2 separate regions of the Muntiacus reevesi genome follow, and region 2 is linked to region 1. Evidence: chromatin contacts called from public Hi-C data. All regions are on one chromosome and are shown on one strand. The core of a region is the stretch at or near the end of the contact, and the rest is flanking DNA. Distances in the headings are between cores, read along the strand shown. Region 1 holds the start of SMU1 (SMU1 DNA replication regulator and spliceosomal factor). Region 2 holds the start of NFX1 (nuclear transcription factor, X-box binding 1).

The links. A called contact is a pair of places that touch in the nucleus more often than the background predicts.
Region 2: a contact with region 1 is called in a Hi-C map of muscle, with 3 times the contacts expected there. The contact joins the promoter of NFX1 here to the promoter of SMU1 in region 1. A contact is called at or near these places in 2 of 3 Hi-C or Micro-C datasets (blood and muscle).

What each region holds. Positions count from the first base shown.
Region 1 is chr10:7,471,316-7,474,595 of mMunRee1.1, forward strand. SMU1 (SMU1 DNA replication regulator and spliceosomal factor) reads right to left here and starts at 1,936. Exons shown (of 12, transcript XM_065947198.1): 1 at 1,796-1,936. The coding sequence starts at 1,821.
Region 2 is chr10:7,668,778-7,672,216 of mMunRee1.1, forward strand. It overlaps NFX1 (nuclear transcription factor, X-box binding 1), which reads left to right and starts at 1,301. Exons shown (of 24, transcript XM_065946629.1): 1 at 1,301-1,436. The coding sequence starts at 1,412.

The DNA of each region.
Region 1 (3,280 bases), core at 686-3,185:
AGCTTGCTCAAACTCATGCCCATTGAGCCAGTGATGCCATCCAACCACTTCATCCTCTCTCATCCCTTTCACCTCCTGCCTTCAATCCTTCTCAGCACCAGGGTCTTTTCTAATGAGTCTGCTCTTTGCAACAGGTGGCCAAAGTAGTGGAGCTTCAGCATCAGTCCTTCCAATAGCCCAGATAAGAAAGCAAACTCCCTCTTCTTAAAAATAGTTCTTGCAGAAGGGAACTGAATACTGCTACTCACAGTGGTCTTTTCTCTCATGGGCCTGTTAAGAGACCCCAGCTTGGATCCTGCTGTTCCAGCACCACAGTTTCCCACAGCACACTTCCATTTACACTCCCACAATGAGACACCATGCTTGCAAAGAACTCCTATTTGCTAGAGCCAAAATCAAATTCACTTTCTTCTTTGTGTAATACATAAGAGTTAAACGTTTTGGAGATAGATTGGGATTTGAATCAGAGCTCTGCACTTACTGTGACTTTGGACAAGTCAGTTAAGGTCTCTTTGCCTATTTCCTCATTTGTTAAGAAAAATACCTACTCTGTAGGGTATACAGACCAGTCTGTAGGGCTGATCAAAGAGAAGATGACACTGTTTACAGTGTGACTAGCAGAGAAAATACTTAACACAGCAATTATTGATAATAAAAAAACATGCAGCAGCTCAGGGCTGGGAGAATGATCTGTTCCCACTTTTAATTCAGGGTCTGAAGCATGGAATCCTTTCCAATTCCTGCCAACTCCTAGTTGTCTTCATCCCCAGCACTCTCCATCACCCTTCTTTTACTTTTCTCCACAACACTTACCACCATCTGTAAGCCTATTTTACTTACTGCTTTTGTCTGTTTTCCTTCCTCTTTCTATAAGGGCAAGGACTTTGGTCTGCTTCATTCACTACCATATTCCCAGGGTCTAGAGCAAGTACACAGCAGACTTCAATATCTCCTGAATGAATAAACCTCCCTTCCTCCTATGGCAGATCTTGAGGACAAGTCCTCTCCCTTAACTCATGTTAAGTCTGCCGATTTAATTATTAAGCGTTAGCAAGAGCAAGTAGAGGATGGAGTCCTGGAGAAGTTCACCGAAGACTTTCTTCAGTCACTCATTAGTACCCCTCTCCCCCAAATCTATCATTCTCCTGACCCAATTTCCACATTCTGTCCCTCCCTTGGGGCTACACAAAGCTCACGGGTCAACCAAAATTCAGCGCCACACGGAACCGGATAAAAGAGCTAGTCGTTCTTTCATTCCAAAGACAACTATTGAGCCTCTAGATGTACTAGGAACCGAGACTGTGATGAAAAGCAGCCCCCAGGCGCCGACACAGGCTAGAAGGGTGGGCAAACGGTGACACTACCCGATTAAGAGCTAGGCAGAAGAAACCAGAGGACCGTGTAAGCACACCAAACCACCGTGCTCAAGGGGGCAGGAAGAGAGGGCAGGCTAAGAGTGCGGCCCCCTGTGCAGATGAGACCGGAGTCCTGACTGGATGGCTAATCTGCTCAGTCTCAGGGCGCATCAGGAGTCGGCGAGGGCTAGAACTCAAGTTTTGCGGGCACATCCTACCCCTAGCCCCGCGCCGCCTTCCACCGGGCTTTGGGCTTTCCGTTCGCTACTTTCTTGTGGGTCCGCCCCTGAAGCAGTCAGATCCCAGAAGCTTCTTTGTGGGGAAGTAAATACCCCTCCACTGCCCAACCTCTCGGACGCCTCCCTCGAGCAGCGTCCACCCCTCAACTCATCGACTCCCGGCCCGGCCACTTCGCGAACATCCGACACCACGAGACTCACTCTGAGGACTCGATTTCGATCGACATAGCGTTGTCTTTCCGGGCGCAGGCCCCACTCCACTCTCAGGCCCAGTCGCGCAACGCACCAACGACACCTCCGGCGACCCACGTACGTCACTTCCGGCGACGTCGACGCCCGCTCTGGAGGCGGTGTGTACGGAAGAGGAGCGAGGACTACGTGTGGGGCGGGGCATAGCGGGGCGGGACCTGCAGGCGGGGCTGTGCGGGGCGGAGCTTCGAGGGTCTTTCAGAAGTCTGAACCTAAGCGCCAGGTCCAGAGCATTCTTCATTCTCCCTAAAGAAAGAGTTGTTCTTAAACGACTGGTTTTCAAATGCTGCCTTTTAAATTTTTAGTTAGTTTAGATTTAAAGATAGGGCTGGCAGACATAGAGAACTGACTTGTGGACACAGTGGAGGAAGGAGAGGGTGGGATGAATTGAGAGTACAGTAGAATCATATATATTACTATAAACATAATAGATAGCTAGTGGGAATTTGCTGTCTGACTCAGGGAGCTCAACCCAGTGCTCTGTGACAACCTAGATGGGTGGGATGGGGTGGAAAGTCGGAGGGAGGTTCAAGAGAGAGGGGACATGTGTATCAGTTCAGTTCAGTTCAGTTGCTCAGTCTATCCGATTCTTTGCAGCCCCATGGATTGCTGCACACAGGCTTCCTTGTCCATCACCAATTCCCGGAGCTTGCTCAAACTCATGTCCATCGAGTCGGTGATACCATCCAATCAACTCATCCTCTGTCATCCCCATCTTCTCTGCCTTCAATCTTTCCCAGCATCAAGGTCTTCTCCAGTGAGTCAGTTCTTCGAAACAGGTGACCAAAGTATTGGAGCTTCAGCTTTAGCATCAGTCCTTCCAATGAATATTAAGGACTGAGTTCCTCTAGGATTGACTGGTTGGATCTCCTTGCAGTCCAAGGGACCCTCAAGAGTCTTCTCCAAGACCACAGTTCAAAAGCGTCAATTCTTCAGCGCTCAGCTTTCTTTATGGTACAACTCTCACATCCGTACATGACTACTGGAAAAACCATAGCCTTGACTAGATGGACCTTTCTCAGTAAAGTAATGTCTCTGCTTTTTAATATGCTGTCTAGATTGGTCATAACTTCTTTTCCAAGGAGCATGAGTCTTTTAATTTCATGGCTGCAGTCAACATCTGCAGTGATTTTGGAGCCTAAGAAAATAAAGTCTGTCACTTTTTCCATTGTTTCCCCATATATTTGCCTTGAAGTGATGGGACCAGATGCCATGATCTTAGTTTTCTGAATGTTGAGTTTTAAGCCAGCTTTTTCACTCTCCTCTTTCACGTTCATCAAAAGGCTCTTTAGTTCTTCACTTTCTGCCATAAGGGTGGTGTCATCTGCATATCTGAGGTTATTGATATTTCTCCTGGCAATCTTGATTGCAGCTTGTGCTTCATCCAGCCCAGTGTTTCTCATGATGTACTCTGCATTTAAGTTAAAATAAGCAGGG
Region 2 (3,439 bases), core at 51-2,550, 200 kb after region 1:
ACCTGCTTCCTTCTGCTATTCCCTCTGAATCTTCACATAATTGATCATTCTCATGATATCCTTCTACACAAAGAAGGCTGGCCATCTTTTCTGGAGCGGATACTAGTAAGTCACTGTTACCCTGCTTATTTCTTTGACAACCCAAATCACTAGTTTGTAAATAAACTTAGCCTTAAAATAATTTTTATAATTATTTCTGGCCACAGGGGCATCCTCCTTTCTGCACCTTCCCGTTGCCACACCTGGGATTTCCATTTGGGGGAGGGCAGGGCTGCTCCCTGACTTCATTTGCTTGGGCCTCTCATTGCAGTGGCTTCTCTAGCCGCGGAGCACAGGGGACTAGGGCACACCAGCTTCCGTGGTCGCAGCACTCTGGTTCAGTAGTTGTGGTGCACCAGCTTAGGAGCCCAGAAGCATGTGGGATCTTCCTAGACCAGGGGTCAAACCCATGTCCCCTGTGTTGGCAGGTGGATACCTAACCACTGAACCACCAGGGAAGTCCCAAATTACTTCGTTTTAACCTTCCCTACTAGTCAATGCACTTCATTGAGGGCAGGGACCTTGTCTGTCTTTTTCACATTAACCTCCAGCAGTTAAAGCAATGTCTAAAAGTATGCATTAGACTGTGAATGAATGACTCTTATTTTGTGTTCTTGGGGAAGTCTGGAGCAGTGAATTACTTTACAAATGCAGATGCTTCATACTTAAATACTGTGTTCTCGTTAGTAGAGCAAAAGCAAAACACACAAATGAAAAAATCCCACACACTCAAAAAAAAAAAAACCCAAACATTTTGTACTTTTTTTTTTTTCCATTTTGTACTTTAAAAATGATCAGTGCCCCCAAACTTACCCCCCTCTCACATTGAGTCCCTCTTTATCTGCCCTTTCAAGTGCTTTATCATTTCTAATAAATGGGTTTTTGTTTCTCAGCTGATTGTACGAGCCTTTTATCGTTTGTTTTGCAGACATCTTATTCCCCTTTCTACCTTTTGACTACTTCGTTTTTGTTTTAATCCAAGTCTGATTCACTCTAGTAAGGAGGTGCTGTCTGACGTGACTCCAGAAAACCAGGCGAGGCTGGTTGGGTGGGCGGGTTAAAGGGCACGGTAGCAGGAGAGAACAGTGACTCTCAAAAGGAAAACAACTATTGATTGTGCAAGACCGGGCATGCCTATCCTCCCGGGATCTTGGCTACCTACAGCTACTAGTACCCTGCTTCAGCCCGGCGCCGGGCGCGTCTGTCTGACGTCACCGACGCTCCGCACAGTTGACTCAGACCGCGCAAACTCCGTGGCCGTCTACCGGGCGCGCAGAAGCGAATATTCTCGCGGCGCCGGAAGTCCAGAGCACATGACCGGGTGACAGCGCTCGCTGGGCTGCAGGGCTCGCTTTAGGTGTTGCGGCACGGGATGGCGGAGGCGCCTCCTGTCTCAGGTACTGTACTACCTTGCAGGACTGGGCCCCTCTCCGGGAGCGGAAATTGAGTCAGTGACGAGTCCCAGGGCACCGGCCATTCGTATCGCGAGAGTGGCACGTACACGAGTTGGGGATAGTGGCTCGGAAGGGCCAAGCACGCGCGTCGTGCGTACCGAGGTCTTAACCATCCTTGGCTGGTGGTGAAGCCCGGCATCTGGGTTTCCAAGGAGAGTCAGTTTGTCCCACTGAGTCGATGCGGGTGTCCCGCCCTCTCCAGGGGTCATCCCGGCCTTCCTGGGGCAGTGATATCCGACAGGCGGGCGTCGGCCCGTGACGGTGGCTGGCTTTCGACGCGCGGCGGGATTGCTCGCTGCGCTTGAGATGTATTCGTGCGTCCTGGGGCAGCAGCGCGGGCGCGAGCCGAACACTCGTGGTTTCCAGTCTCAGCTTGCCATGAGCTCGCAATGTGAAGTCTCGTTTTTGTCATCTGTGATTTGGGAGTAAATAAGTCAATTACTCTGAAGGTTCCCGCCGCTACTGTACGTGTTACGCAATTGTTAGCTTATTTTCCCTCCCAGAGTTGTCTGTATGTGTAGAGACAACCTCATCTGGCTGTTAATGTAACACGATTTCCAGTTACTTCAGGGTACCTTGGATCTTTTGTTTTCCCAACTCGTTGGACAGTGACGGGAAAGGAGCACTTTACATAGTGATCTCAGCGCACACAAATATAAAAACGAACCAGAAATTTCAGGAAGCAGTGGTTTTCCTTATTATCTCCAGTACACTCTATACTACATATTTCGTTGGAAAAAATTCTTGTCATAACCCACTACATAATTTGATTTCATGATCCACTCCTGAAAAACGGCAGCGATTTGCAGCATGAGGTTCGTGAACAGTCATTAATTTGAGCCTTAGTTCTGCTATCTCCCAGCTGTCCGGGCACCAAGAAGCCTATATATGTATTTGTGTACTTGGTGGCAGGTAAAATGTATTTATTACTGTGGATCTTGGTCAAAAACGTTGGCTAACACACTGCATTGGTGTACCCTAGTCCATTTTTTGTTTGTGTACCCTAGTTCTGATATAGGTATTAATTCATCTTGGAGGATACACATTTAGCCTGGTGTTTTGTTTTTCTCCCACTCACTCTTTTCCCAGATCCCCTAAATTGGAACCCTTGGTCTTCCTATCTTTAGGCTCACATCTGGCCCATTTCTGCACCATTCAGTGTTTGAAGCAGAAATGAGTGGGTCTAGTTGTGAATCTTATTTTTGGTCTCTGGTGTTGCTCTCCAGGTTACAACCTCTGTCCCATCTATTGAGGCAAAGTCCGATAGTCCAAAGAGCACCCCACTTTGTCTCCTGTACCTTAGTTTGCTTTTGCCTTAGTTCCATTTCCAGTTCTTATTTCAGCATTATCTCTAGCCCACATCTCCATCCTCACTCCAGTGTAATTCTCTTACCTGCTGTTTTCCTGAAACACCAAGGGGTATCTTTCTACCCATGGATAGACTCTCCAGTGCCAACTTTGTCTCTGGACTTTATAATCTGCAGTTGGATTTTCCCTTACTCTGCTCCACCCACCTGTAGGTCACCCACCATGGTGTTATCTTGGATCTTTAGTGCCACTTGCACTATAGCCAAGCCTTGGGGATGAGATATGCTATTTAGTAACTTCAACTGCTCAAAATAGTGAAAAAATAAAGATGTCTCAGATATTTGTGTCCAGTTTCCTGTGCCCTTTTCCCCTTCCTCGAATCTCTGAATGATCTGAGGGCTTTGTCCACTACCTCACATTTGGTGAAACCATACTTTATATGAATAGATGCTGCTCTGTCTAGATTCTCAAGTTGAGTCAACTCTTTGCTGGTTAACATAAAAATACCCTCTTTGCATCCTTTAACCTGGCTTTTCTGGACAACTTTACTGAGCTTTTTTTCTGCCCCTGTTACAACCTTGCTTCTTAGAGCAGGAGAAAACTACACAATACCTACTTGATCTAGTTTACCCATTTCC